Regions from separate parts of the Arachis hypogaea genome. Here region 1 is linked to region 2. The links are chromatin contacts, called in public Hi-C maps. All regions are on one chromosome and are shown on one strand. Each heading gives the region's core, a stretch centred on a gene start, on an enhancer-like site or on the middle of the called end of the contact. The rest is flanking DNA. Distances are from core to core; before and after follow the strand shown. Region 1 overlaps LOC112764533 (pentatricopeptide repeat-containing protein At4g17616). Region 2 holds the start of LOC112764899 (protein IQ-DOMAIN 21).

Region 1 (7,840 bases), core at 5,267-7,766, 110 kb after region 2:
GCTTTATATGCAGATATATTTTCCTCAAAGCTTGTGGTTGTTTGATGATTTTGTTGGCATCTTTTGATATTTTGGGGTGGTTGTTTTTGGGAGATTTTTCAGTGGTATTCTTTTGATGTTTTAAGAATGATTAAATGTTTTATAGATTAGCTATTGTCATTAGATTTATAAAGAACCAAATCCTAGTTGTAATGAACCTATATAGTTTAAAAAGACTTTAGTATTAATTTTACTTTTAAAAAAATTATGGTTTGAAAATTAGATTTCTAAAAACTGGTTTTAAAACTTGATTTTTGGTTAAAAAGTCTGGTTTTTGGAAATTGGATTTCTATAAACTGGTTTTAAAACTGGATTTTCAAAAAGAAATGGATTTTAAATTTGGATATTAAAAAATTGAATTTAAAATCGGTTTATATATAAAACTGGATTTAAATATTAAAACCGGTTTGAAACCGGTTTTTATTTTTCCAAATCGGTTTAGAATCCATTTCTCTTTTTAATCCTGTTCTAGTTTGGTTTTATGAACCATAAAACTGGTCTTAAAGTCGATACAGTTTGGATTTTTGAAAATCCAAACTATGCCCACCCCTAGAAGTGACAATACAGTGTGTGAGTAAGCTTCATTAAATTCAGGGAGAGCTCTTTAATAGCCGTAGTTTGCTTGTGTATGATTAAACCTTGTTACTTTATGAAAAAATGAACCAATTATCATTTTGGACCGCTAATTTGCTTTTGTTTTGCTTGTGATTTGAATTTAATTAAAGACAAAAGGAAGGAGATAGGACTTAGTTTGCTTCTGTTTTGCTTGGCATTTAGGTTCACTAATCCATCCTCATCAAACACAATGTAGTAAGTGCCTTGCATATGATTGTTCAAAGTTAAATTGCAATGACTAACATCACCTACTGCTACTAGGAATTCAAACCAAGAAATGAATTAGAGTAATTCCAGGCCCATGAAAGCATGGATTAGGGAATTTGAAATTAATGCGAGTTGAATTTTCTGATAAAGAATAATGAGAGTTGAAATTGTTAACAGCATAGCTACTATCGATTAATTGCAGGCACATGAAAGCATGGATTAGGGAGCATGATTGAGTTCGATGTTCTAGATGAATTCAAACCATAAAGTCTGGAACTTATATTTTGCAAACCTCAACTTCCTATGGATGAGCTTGAGGTTTTTTTTCCTTTTTCATCACTGACATATACGATGGAGCTTATATCATGATGAACTTGATGACTTAACATTTGGTTTGTGCAGGAAAAATAAAGTTTGGTAACTGCATGAGAAAAGACTAGCCAAATGAAATAGTAAGGCGTGTTTAAAGTTGTCTCTGCAGACAGACCCTAAGGTAAATTATATAATTTCTAATAATATGTGTGCGCTCATTGAATTTGCTGTAGTTGGAACGGTAATAATTGGTTCATATGGAGCTCCCTTCTCTGTTATAGACACATTTTAGTTCCCTAAACTAATTCTTAGCATTGCTTTAAGCCTTTAGATAGTAATGCTATTGGCTTTGGATATTGTTATTACATTTTTTCTGAGTTATCCTTGTTGAAAATTTTGACACAATCTTTGAAGTTAGTGGTTCCTTTGACATTCATGGCTTTTTTCGAAAAATAAACAAATAACAAATAAATAAAGGAAAAGAAGGGAATGTGCTGCATTGTTGTTTTGGGTCGGCTTGTTCTGTTTTAGTCATGCTTGTCCAACCCAAGTAAGAAAAACATATATCAAAGGGTATGCATGCTCTTGGTTTTAGTTTAAGTCACATATATATCACCAACAACTTGGGGAGAGAGAGTTTGATAATGAAACAAATGAGGGCTTCTCACACAAAGAGGGAGAGCGAAGGGAGATGGAGAGAGGAGACTGGGGAGAGAGAGGAAAGGTGGCTCCATGAAGACTTGCCACCACCATGGTTCGTTCATTTAGATCTTTCGGCAACTCACCAATGATGGAAGACAGCAACCTCATGTCCGGTGGCGGCTCAGATGAAGTAGCCATTGGTGAAGCTGTGCCCCCTTCTCTTCCCTTCTCTTTGCTCCTATTCTCTTCCACTGTTTTTTCAGTTTTCTTCTTCTTTCTTTATTCTTGTTTTTAAGATGATGTGATATTGTGCAAGTCACACAGAATCGGTTTTCAATTCTCTCATATTGTATTTATTTTTTGTAATGTTTGTGAATTGAAATGTTGCAGAGACGACTTTGTGTATACCCAATATATGTTGTGACCGTGTGAATGACAATGGAGTGTTTGTGTGTGATAATTGTGATGGTTGGGTAAATGGAAGTGTGTAAATGACAATGAAGTGTTTGCATGTGATAATGGTGATGCTTGGGTACATGTAAAATATTCGATGTAGAAAAAAAATAGGTAACAGTAAAGGAGTGAATTGGATTCTTTTCCTCAAAAGAAAGTTTTGCTCTTTTGTTGAGTGATCACTGTTTTATATAGGTAAAGTTTGCATCAATGATGCATATGTAGGAGAGAAGATTTTCAACAATAGATTGTCCAAATTTCAAACACACTTCTGGATTCTTTGAATTTACATTTATTCTCTTTGAACTAACAAGTGTTTTAATTAACTTTTGAAATTTCCATGTCACCAGCATGTGGTAAGACTTTGGGGACTTCCACCTTTTATCACATTCGGTGACTTTCCAAAGCCAATATTTGAAGCACGTGCAGAGAAATGAGACCAATTCCTATAGCTATAGGAAAGCAAACAAAAGCATCAGGAAGGATATAGTGACATGTGGAGCTATATGTTGGATTTAAATGAAAAAAAATTGATAAAAAAAAGAAAAGAAAAGTGAAACTAGATGGCTCACCGGAGATCTCATCACAACTCCATCTCTCAGCCTTGAGCAATTGAGCCTTCAGGTCTTCACCATTGCTGTTGTCATTAGTTCTGCAGGTGGCATTCGTTCCTCAGCCATCACAGCCTCACTTTCTTTGTGTATATTTTATTTTATTTTGTTTTTGGCAGTATGAGGCTTAGTTGCCTAGTTCTAATTGTGTATAAGAATAATGGATTATGTAATTGTTGCATCTAAAATTGTTATTTATTTAATTGATAATATCTCTTTTATTTTGTAACTTCTTACTCTCTTGGGACTGCAGTTGTGTATGCGTCAAGCTCATTAGATACAGGCATCCTGGAATGGTTCTTCCTTTCACAAGATACATTCCATTGCACAACCGTTTGGTCAGAAAGGCTTCAACTTTGCAGAGATTTTTCCCTAGGCATTTCAATCCCATTTTGCAAAAAAATTCCACTTCTAGTAGTAGTGACGGTGAAAGATTACCATGGGAACGTTCTACCCAAGCAATTCTACTAGAGAAGCTCAAAACTGCTTTGAGAAACCATCAGATGCATGAAGGATGGGAATCCTTTCAGGATTTTAGGACACTGTATGGGTACCCTGAGGTTCAGTTGCTAAACCAGCTTATTGTTCAACTGTCTTATTCATCTAATTATTCTTGGACGAGAAAAGCTTTTGATTTGGTTTTGCAGGTGGTTAAAGAGGAGAATAATTCTAGTTTGGTTCATGTTGATACGTTAACCAAACTTGCACTTTCTTTGGCAAGGTTGCAAATGTCAACCTCTGCAGCGGTGATTCTTAGATTGATGCTGGATAAGGGGTGTGTGCCTCCTATGCATTTGTTGTGCTTGGTCTTCTTGCACCTTGTGAAAACAGAGATTGGAGCATATATTACATGTAATTATTTGTCTCAAGTTTGTGACTTTTACATTTGCTTGAAGGATAAAAAGACTCAATCTGCGGATGTGGTTAAGCCAGATGCATCGATCTTTTGCCTTGTTCTTGATGCTTGTGTGAGGTTTAATTTACCCTTGAAGGGCTTGTTGCTGATTGAATTAATGGCACTAACTGGGACAGTGGTTGATGCACACACAGTTGTAATAGTTTCACAGATTCTAGAGATGAATGGTTTAAGAGATGAAATAAGGGAACTAAAAGATCACATTGATAGTGTGTCAGCTGCTTTCATTCGCCTCTATCGACAATTCTATGATAGTTTGTTGAGCTTGCACTTCAAATTTAATGACATTGATGCTGCTGCTAAGCTTGTTTTTGATATGAATAGGTCACATAATCGTCATGGTAATAAAGAAAGTAGGAAAGATCTTCAAAAGCCTTGCTCTATTACAATTGGATCGCGTAACCTTAGGGCTGGGTTAAAGATACATATTGAGTATGAGCTGCTGCAGAACGATTCTGTCGTTAAACCTGAAGATAGACAAGACCTGATCTTTTATAGAGGTAAAAAACTTGTTCTCAGCAACAGAGCACTGGCAAAATTCATTACTGGTTACAAGAAAGATGGGAGGATTAGTGAACTTTCAAAGCTTTTACTTAGCGTTCAAGATGAACTATATTCAGTAGCTGGATCTAGTTTGTGTTCTGATGCAATTGGTGCTTGCATTCACTTTGGATGGCTTGAATCTGCTCATGACATTTTGGATGATGCAGAGGCTACTGGATCTCCAATGGACTGGGATACATATATGTTACTCTTGTCAGCATATTGTAGGCGTAGAATGCATAGAGTAGCAAATGCACTACTAAAACAAATGACAAGGATTCATTTGGATAATGAATTGGATGATGATACTATCGACAAACACTTTCACTGTGTGGAAACATCAGATTCACTTGGTAAATCGAATTTGGTCGTAACCTTGGTTCAAATATTGAAAGATGAAGATCAGATTTTTCCTTTGGTGTATGAGTTTAATTCTTCCATCCACTTCTTTTGCATGGCGAGAATGATGGAAGATGCACTAAAGGTATATAGAAGAATGGTTGAAATGAACATTCAGCCCACTATTCAGACTTTTGCTTATCTGCTACGTGGATATTCATCTCTTGGTATGTATCGCGAGATCACAATCTTGTGGGGAGAGATTAAGAGATTCATGAAGGGTTGTGGTTTTCTGGCAAATAGAGATCTATACGAGTTACTACTAATAAACTTTCTTCGCGGTGGATACTTTGAGCTAGTGATGGATGTCATTGGCCATATGAGAGATCAAAACATGTATGCTGATAAGTTGATGTACAAAGTTGAGTTCTTAAGGCTTCACAAAAATCTTTATAAGAGTTTAAAAGCGTCAGATGCAAGAACAGAAGCACAACTCAAAAGGCTTGAGCATGTTCAGGAGTTCAGGAAATGGGTGGGTATAGTTTGAGTTTTCCAATAACTATCCATTTGTCATGGTGTACTTTTTGTAGTATTATTCATAAATCCTATCAACATGAAATGGATCCATCATTCGATCTTTGCTCATTGATCATAGAATCATAGCTGCTGTTCGTTGCCCAGAAATGTAATTATGTTGCCAATTTCAACCTTTGTAGATGAAATTATTTTTATGGATGATGATGTTCGAACTATTATTGCACTACCATTGGGGATTTTCCTTGACAGTAAAGCTTATATCGAAGAGATTTATGAACACATGCATTAGAACTTTACTAATTTAATGCAAGTAAATTGATTTAATTATGTAACTACATCATGGGAGTAATGGAAATTTTTCAGTGGCCTTTATTTGCTAACCCGAATCCAAAGCTTCTTTTGTCACGGTGGATTAGACAGCACTCAACCTTAGGAATTACAATATCTAGGAATTACAATATCAGAACACTTGTCATAATGCCTATCACACCTATCACACAAATAACATTAAGTGCTTCCACCCATTGGCCTCAGCTATGTCTTAGATCAAGTGCACATATTGCAAGATAAGGAATTTCTGTTGAGAAATTCTGGAGGATCATCAATTTTTAGTATATTTAATTATTATTTGATAGTATAAATATTAAATTGTCTTTTACAAATAAATCTTATTAATTTATATGTATAAATTTTAAAAAATATAAGTGTAAACTGTATTAATGTATGTATGCAAAATTTTAGTAAATATAGATGCAAATTATATGCTTTTGTGTGCACAATCTCTAATAATGTGTGTGAAATTCCTAATAATATTTAAAAAGCCTTAGACTCATATAAAAGCATTAATATGTTAATAGACCAAGTTCAGATTCACTAATAGTAATTAGTTTTATTATCCTGTCATGTTTGTCTGAGCTTATTAACACATAATTACATATATAAATAATTTTTTATTATTAATAAAATTATAAAATATTTTAAATTTATTATATTTAATTACAAAGACTTTTGTATATTTTAAATACTTTAAAAGTCTAAAATTTTTTATAAATATTAAATATGATATATTACATGTGCGAATCCAAAGCTTATTTGCATAGATAACTTAAAAATAAGGAGTTTAACGTAAAGCTAGTTTTTAAGAGTCCAAAGTATCCTTTTTTGGGGTCATGAAGACCGAAGTATCTTCAATCCAACCTAGGTACATGAGGAAGTCCATTAACATAAAGATAAGAGTGTATAAGACCCAAAAAAGGAAAAGAAAGTGTATGTGAGAGGCCAAGTTAAGGTGGCCCATGAGCATGAGAAGATGGCAGATACAACAAACAGGCAGCTGAGCCCTAGCTCAACTGATTAATTCATATGCTTCTTAATACGCTGCATCCAAGTTTAAATTTTGGTGAGTCTATCAAGTGTTGAATATGAACCCTTAAGTGTTGTATGGGTGAGTGCCTAGTGTGAGTATATTGTGATACCTAGAATTGGGGATTGTACAATTCACTTGACAAACAAAAAAAAAAACAAACATCCAGTTCCATGGCCAAACAACGAGACAGAGAGAAGAGAAAGAGAGATGGAAAGAGAAGAAGCAGGTGATGAGTTCGGAAGCGATGGAGAAAATATCGGAGAGGCTATCGTGTTTGGAGAACCTGTACTTCCCACGCGCCCTCCAATCCACCGCCACTCTCCCTGCCCAGCGCAAGCAAATCTCTCCAGAGACGTTCCTCTCTTCTTAGGTATCTAATTCTAAACCCTTACTCTTCTCCATCAACGAAGTTCAGCATCAAAGGTGTTGTAATGTCTTGTTATTTATCTATTTTGATTGGACACTTTCTTGCAACTTTTGGTATATATCGAGAGTGAATATAGAAATTAATTCAAAGTTGATTATGCTTACTGTTGAGAAAACAATGGAGTTAAGTTAGGGTTTTGTTGTTAACTTATTACTGTATCCTTAATAAGGTTATAATCTGTGTTTGTACTAGAAAGATAGGGTTCTGAGCTTATTAGCGATGAGCTGGGAGAGTTTGATTCCATGAAAGACGACTATGAGGTTAATTGGCATCTAAAGGGGATTAGGAGCATAATGAGCCCAACTTCGGAGGAGTTGAGGATGCGGTCAGTGACCGTGAAGAACCGAAGGCAGGCTTACCTGGATAAATTGGTGTGTGATGGGCATTACTTCTCCGAAGACGCCATGAGGGAAAGGGAGCCTTATATGCACCATGAATATGTTGGGAAGTTTCAGGACCAGAGCAGCAGGGGCATGGCTAGGCCCGGGGAGCGCTGGTCTGAGACTTAATGAGACGATGTGAGGAAGCTAAGCTGGTTGCCAAGATTAGAGGGGAGCAGCAGAGGATGGGTGTTCCTGAAAGGGACTGGGTCGGTAATGAGGGGTTTCAAGAAGAGGAAGAGGAAGAGGAAGAGGAAGAGGAAGAGGAGGAGGAGCAGAATGAAGAAAGGGAAAAAGATGGAAGCAACACACAGTCTGCTGAGGTACTTTTCTTTAAACTTTCTTAATCTGTTTCAATGCAAGTTTGCTTTGTTTAATTCTATTTTTGGTGTTGTCTATCAGGATAATCTTGCAACACCTTGCTTATGATATAGTTAGGTTTTAATTTGTAAG
Region 2 (7,221 bases), core at 2,967-5,466:
AAGGCGAAAGATACTACGTATACAGAGCAGTGGGGGACCAAGAAATATAGTATGCAAGAGGAGAAGGCAAAAAAGGAGAAGAATGCACAAGTTCTAAAATCGGTGGAAGGAGAACAGTATTTTGTGGAGCTGGCTAGTGATGAAGATGCAGAAGAGAATATGGAAGAGCAGGAACAAAAGGAGTCAACAAAATGGGAGATAGAATTAGCAAGATGTATAGAGATGGGATTGAACCTGAAAAGAAAAAGAGAAGACAAGGAAATGCTCCAGATTACTAATGTCGAATGGGATAAGATGCTAGCAGAGAGTGAGAAGCAAGCTCCCAAAAGGATGAAGAACGGAAAGGAAGGAGAATACAAGCTGGTAAACACTAGAAACATAGGAGGAGAACCTATGGCATGGGACAATGCTATGGCTGAGGAGGCGGGCCTAATCATGCCCCACCCTCAGCCATGAGTATTGTAAGTTGGAATTGTCGAGGACTTTTAGCCGCCTCGACAATTTCCGAACTTACTAATCTGTGTAAGCAGATTAAACCGGCCATAGTGTTCTTGATGGAAACGAGAGCTAATACAGTGAAGATTAATAGGATTAAGAAAAAAGCTTCTTTTTGATAAGTTCTTTTGTGTTGAACTCCGGGGATTGTCCAGAGGGCTATGTTTATTATGGAAATCTAATATAAATATTAATGTTTATTCGTGGTGTCATAACTTTATTAAATCTGACATTGACTTAGGAAATGAAAAATGTTGGAAAGGGTGTTTTGTTTATGGTAATCCGGTGTTTAAGCAAAGAAGGAAGCTATGGGAAGAGCTCTCTGTAAGTAATAACTGTCTGAATGGACCACAGGCGTATATAGGAGATTTTAACGATATATTAACACAAGAGGAAAAGATAGGGCTTAACCCTAAACCAAAAATACAGATAGAGGTGTTCAGGGGATTTGTAGATGCTAATAAACTCATGGACCTTGAATTGAAAGGCGGAAAATTTACGTGGTTCAGCAATCCTAGGAATGGGTTCATTACAAAAGAGAGATTAGACAGAGTACTAGTAAATTGGGAATGGAGAGAAGTGTTTTTAAATGCAGTTCTTACAGCTATTCCAGCAGTGAGCTCAGACCATAGTCTCCTAGTAGTGAATATGGAGCCTAAAACTAGAGGCAAAAGGGAGTTTAAGTTTGAAGCTTTTTGGACGGACCATGAGGAGTGTTTGGATCTTATAAAAAGAAGCTGGGATATGGAAGTAAATGAGTGTAGATCTTGGGATAGGTTTATAAAAAAGAGAAATAAGTGTAAAGAAGAGTTGAGCAGATGGAGTAAAAGGAAATTCAAGAGAGCTGATAAGGAGATTGAAAAGCTTAAAGAAAGATTGCATTTTTTACAAAGCTCTAACATGACGGATCGAGAACAGCAGAAAATTAATCATATTAAAGTGAAAATTTTACAGTTATGGAAGCAAGAAGAAAAGTTTTGGGGACAGAGGTCTAGATTAAAGTGGCTTAAGTGGGGCGATAAAAATACAAAATTTTTTCACGCCACAACATTACAAAGACGAGACAGAAACAGAATTGTGAAATTAAAAGATTCAGATGGAAGATGGGTTCAAGGGGAAAAAGAGATTCTTAAACTTATAGAGGACCATTTCAGAGATCTCTTTACTACATCAGGGAGTAGAAATTTGGAGAACTGTTTCAAAGAAGTACTTAGAAAAATTACTCAGGATACAAACATAAAACTTACTGAAGCAGTAAGTGAAAAAGAAATAAAGGAGGCAGTTTTTAGCATGGGGGTTTAAAAGCGCTAGGCCCAGATGGACTAAATGGGATGTTTTATCAGAAACACTGGGATATTCTGAAGGAGGATGTCTATGCGGTGGTGAAGAATTTTTTTGAAACAGGTATTTTACCACAAGAAATCAGTCAGACCACAGTGATTCTTATTCCAAAAGTCAATCAGCCAGAGAATTTGAACCAATTAAGACCCATCAGTTGTTGCAATTTTATTTACAAGATCATATCGAAAATCTTAGTGCAGAGAATGAAGGAAGTGTTAGTGGATTTAATTTCACCGATTCAAAGTACTTTTGTTGGAGGAAGGCTCATTCAGGATAATATTGTCATCGTTCAGGAAGCTTTCAATAAACTTGTTAAAAAGAGTAGAGAAGGATCTATGAAACTTGCTATTAAATTAGATATGAATAAAGCTTATGATAGGATGGAGTGGGACTTTTTGGAAAAGCTTCTGGAAGCTTTCGGATTTTGTGAAAAATGGGTGAAGATGGTAATGGCCTGCGTAAAAAGCGCGCGATATAAGTTTAAGGTGAACGGGGTCTATTCAAGTGAGGTGGAACCACAAAGAGGGTTAAGGCAAGGGGATCCCCTATCTCCATATTTATTCATTATAGCAGCTGAGGTTTTCACAATTTTAATGAAGAAAGCAGAAAGAGAAAATTTAATATCTGGGTTCAAGATGGCACCTACAGCTCCAGCCGTATCTCATTTGTTATTTGCAGATGATTGTATTATTTTTGCAGAAGCTAAAGAAGAAGAGATATATCAAATTATACATATTTTTAACCAATATACGGAAGCTTCAGAATAGAGAATTAATCTGGAAAAATCTGGTATCACCTTTGGAGATCAAATCCTCATACAAACTAGAGTGAATATCGAAGAAATCCTTGGAATAGCTTCTTGGGATAATCCGGGAAAGTATTTGGGTCTACCAGCAAAATGGGAAAGATCAAAGCAAAAGGCACTAGAATGGATAGAAGAAAAGGTGCAAAGAAAATTAGAAGGATGGAAAGAGAACTTGTTGAATCAGGCGGGTAAGGAAATTTTGATCAAAGAAGTAGTGCAGGCTATCCCATCATACGCATAAAGTTTCCTAAAAATTTTTGCAAAAAGTTGGGAGCCAGAATTGCCAAATTTTGGTGGGCTAGCCCGGGAAGAAATAAGGGCATTCATTGGAAAAGTTGGAATAAAATTACTTGGAGCAAGCAAAGTGGAGGGCTAGGGTTCAAAGATTTAGAATGCCAAAACTTAGCGCATCTAGCGAAGCAAGCGTGGAGAGTGGCAAATAACCCCGAAGCCATTTGGGTAAAGATCTTAAAAGCAATATATTTTTCGGAGAGTAGCTTTTGGGAGGCCAAAGACAATAAACATGCTTCATGGATATGGAAGAGTATTTTGGAGGGAAGAGATTTTCTAAGAAGACACGGGAGTTGGAGTATTGGAGATGGTTCAAAAATTAACATTTGGGAAGATAGATGGACTGTGAGAGGGAGTAAGCTTGCTAAATCAGGAGATGGGGAGCTCCACGCGATTAAGGATATTTTGTTAGAAGGGGTAGGTTGGAACAAGGAAAAGATACAGCAATATTTCCCACCTCAAGTAAGGGATATGATTCTTAGAACCCCAATAAGCACAATTAACAAAGAGGATAGGCTTATTTGGCCAAAAAGGATGGATGGTGTTTATACCATTAAAACTGGATATCAATGTGCCAAAAAAGAAAAAGAATTTGCTAACATGAACCAAGCATCTTCAAGTGTTAAGTATGGGAAGCTGTGGAAAAAAGTATGGGGGATGCAAGTTCCCCAAAAAATAAAGATGTTTTCATGGAAGGCTTGCCATAATATAATTGCTGTTAATGCAAATCTCTATAAAAAGAAACTAACTAAGTGTCCTTTGTGCAGGATTTGTGAAGAAAAAGAAGAGACAGTGGAGCATGCTATTTTGTTATGCAATTGGACAAGAGCAGCTTGGTTCGGGGCCCAGGTACAATGTTTACCCACATATGACTCAGTAAAATCTTTTGCAGAATGGTTAAAGAAAAGCATTCAAAAAATTAGGGAAGAGGGTAAAGAGATGCAGGACGAGTTAATAAGTAGGCTGGGATTTCTATGTTGGTCAATGTGGAAGAGTAGAAATCAATATGTGTTCCAAAATATAGGAATTAATCCAAAATCAACAATTATCAGAGCAGCTATCTCAGAATCAGAATACAAGAGGGCTATAGATAAAGTTCAGAGTATACAGAATAATAGAACAAGAGAGAGAGGCAGAAGAGTAACCTGGATAGCGCCTCCCAAGGATTGGTTGAAAATTAACATTGATGCATCTTTTTGCAGCCAAACGGGAAGAGCAGTAACCACAGCTGTTGTAAGGAATTGGAAGGGGTCAGTGATAACTGGTTCAGCAACAAAAATCATAACCAATTCCAGTTTGTCAGCCGAGGCCTATGCTTTCAGGGAGGCATTAATTATGGCACAAAATCTGCAATTTGACAAATCAATAATTGAAACAGATTGTCAAGCTCTTGCTCAAGCTTTAAAATCGAAAGGTTCAATAGGGGAAATTGATGCAATTATCAGAGATATCCAGAATTTGATAACAGAAATTTCGCAAATAAGGATAACATGGGTTCCAAGAGAAGGAAACAAATTAGCACATACAGTGGCTAAATTGGCAGATGGAGATGGACTTAATCGATCGTGGACTTGTGATCCTCCGCAACAATTAAAGAATATCATCCGAGAAGATCGGCAAAAGCAACCATCTTAGTGTTTGAGGGAACTGGTTGTTGAGTTTCTTGCTAGAGACCCCAGGTTTCAATACTACCTAATCGGATGTGGTTGGGTAGTCAAGGAAACCAGGGATGGAGCGTTGTACCGAGGAAGCAAGAATCTTCATAGTAGAGGTGTGCATCAGGGTACCATAGGATGAGGAAGGGAGGGAGGCGAGTCCTGCGTTGTCGTTGGCGTTGGAGGCGCTGAGACTGATCCATGGAGAGAGGCAGAGTCGGACAGTTCGTTGCGGTAGGGAGTGGTGCTTTAAGTATGTATTTGTAGGGAGGCTAATTATCGTTCACCAACGGAAATCATGCTCAGGTGCTGCGGGGGGAGGGAAGTGCCGTTTTTTTGTCAGTGGGAGGGAAGTACTGTTTGAACGCAGCCTGAAGCCGGGTCGGGTGAAGCTTTTGTGGTAGTTGAGACTGGGCCAGGTTGTTGGTCTATATCCCTAAAGAAAAAGAAAAAAGAATAAATAAATAAATAAATAAATATAAGTGAAAGCTCGAACTGTTGGGAAGCTTTGAAAGATATATGCAGCAGTCTCGAAGGCAGCGCAGGAGTTTGAAGTGGAAGCTTTGGTAATTAGTTTTTTGGTAATTAACTTGAAACAGCTTTGTTTTGCCGTCTCCCATTTTTCTTTTTTCTATGTGCCCAGCTATTTCTTTGTATTGTGGGTTGGACAGGGCCTAACCCATGACATTGACCAAAAAAAAAAAAGTTCCAAACTCTGCTCATAAATCTCTCTCAAACTGGCAGCGGCCTAGCAGAACAATTTGTACAGAACTATGAAATTGTCAAGGCCTCAAGGGTTACAAAAGCGGAAAGCAAGGTTGTGAGAAGCGAATCCGTCATTAAACTGGTCAAGTGACATATTCAATGGTTTAATAGTTTAATCAAGGTTAAATTGTGGTTGAATCGATTTAATAAAATACTTAAAAATTTAATTATTTTTAAATAAAATTTAAAATAATTTTTTTAATTAACTTCTAATAAGTTCTTACGAGATAATGAGCAACAATTTCTAAAATAAATACTCAGAATCCAAAGTTCTTACGAGATAATGAGCAACAATTTCTAAAATAAATACTCAGAATCCAAACTCAGCAAACTAATTATGCAGAAACAAGTTTCTAGAGTTTCAAAAAACAAAGAAATGAAAAGTACTTGAAAAAAATTAGAAACGAATTAATTGTGACTAATATTGATAACCAAAGAACCAAGTGCAAACAATATTTAATAAATTTAACATACAAAATAAGTAATTTAAGTCATCATCTAAGACAATAAGCATAATAGTGCAAATACTTTTTTATTTATTAGTAGTAAAAAAATATGTAAATAGGATAAATTGATATTTTTTAGTATAAAAGCAATAATAAAAGTTAATTACATAATTAAAAAATTATGAAGAATTTTTTAAATAATAATAAAAAATAATATCACTATTTTCATATATTACAAAGTTTATGAAAAAAATTTTGGATAATAAATCAATTTTCAATAAATTATACATTAATTCTGTAAAAAAATAAATAAATATCAATACATTGGATATTATTATTTACGTACTAATATAATATATATTATCGATTATTAAGTTTAAAATTAATTTTTAACCTAATTTTTGGTAATTAAAATTTAAATGATTGAAATTATTAAATGTTAAATATTTTGTATCTAACCAATTTATTTTTTTATTGAAATTTAAAAAGGATGAGTTGTTAATCAATTTTAAATTTAAATTTAAATTTGAGTAAGAAAATAAAAAAATATTTTAAATTTTATCTCGCTAACTAGAATTAATTTCAAGATAAGAAATTACTTTGTACATCGTATATATTGTAGGATAGTATGGTCATTTACTATTTTTTAATAGTAAATAATAGTGTAAGAAATTAGAAAAAAATGTATTTACAAGTTTAGAAAATATTAATTTATTTTTCAATAGAATAAATTATATATTGAATAAGAAAAGTTATTATTGGTTTTTCTTCACACTAACTAATACTCAACGATGATGTTTCGGTACACCATGTTATCAAGAAATATTAATCGATCTAATAACCTTTGTAATGATATAAGTTTATGAATTTGAAAATTTAAAAATTATTTCATAAAATGTGAAGTTTTAACGAGTAACAATGTTGATTATATTGTTTTGACTTTAAAAATGAATATGATACCAACGAATAAAATTGTCCCAAGTAAATTTTAACAAAGACAAAAGTCCATAAGTATTGCTATTAATGAAAAATTAGTCTATTTTAAAGACAAATATAATTTTTTCTACGAATTCCTAACTCAGCAAGTCGAGGACGACTAATCCACCACATATTGATGCTCTATTTATTAAGGGTCTGTCGCTAACTAATGGATTATTTATACACACAAGACGAGATTCGAACTCCAAATACTTGCTTAACCGGACAAATAAGATGATCATTCAACCAATCCAAATTGATAAAAATAAATATTAATTATTTTTAATACTTTTAAGTTGTAAAATATTTATAACAATAATTAGGGTTAAGTACTGTTTTGGTCCCTAAAGTTGAGCGTGAAAATCGATACCGTCCCTCATCTAATTTTCGATTTAGAAGCGTTCTTAACGTTTTTTTCGTATTAAAATCGTCCTTTTAAAAATTT

Evidence for each region. Hi-C and Micro-C count contacts between places; a contact is called where the count stands out from the background.
Region 1: a contact with region 2 is called in a Hi-C map of leaf, with 5 times the contacts expected there. The contact joins the enhancer-like site here to the promoter of LOC112764899 in region 2. A contact is called at or near these places in 3 of 8 Hi-C or Micro-C datasets (all in leaf).

The regions. Positions count from the first base shown.
Region 1 is chr17:120,863,670-120,871,509 of arahy.Tifrunner.gnm2.J5K5, forward strand. It overlaps LOC112764533 (pentatricopeptide repeat-containing protein At4g17616), which reads left to right. Exons shown (of 5, transcript XM_025810189.3): 2 at 1,064-1,179; 3 at 1,264-1,354; 4 at 2,619-2,926; 5 at 3,133-5,493. The coding sequence starts at 3,173. The coding sequence ends at 5,224. It also overlaps the pseudogene LOC112766195. Among protein-coding and RNA genes, the nearest start is that of LOC112764533, 6.1 kb to the left of the region's middle. Within about 2 kb of position 6,517, at least 3 of the 3 cell types and tissues checked have open chromatin away from gene starts, as enhancers often do.
Region 2 is chr17:120,755,103-120,762,323 of arahy.Tifrunner.gnm2.J5K5, forward strand. It overlaps LOC112764899 (protein IQ-DOMAIN 21), which reads right to left and starts at 4,217. Exons shown (of 4, transcript XM_072223474.1): 1 at 4,078-4,217. It overlaps LOC140181049, which reads left to right. Exons shown (of 1, transcript XM_072223472.1): 1 at 1-4,567. The coding sequence starts at 3,404. The coding sequence ends at 4,567.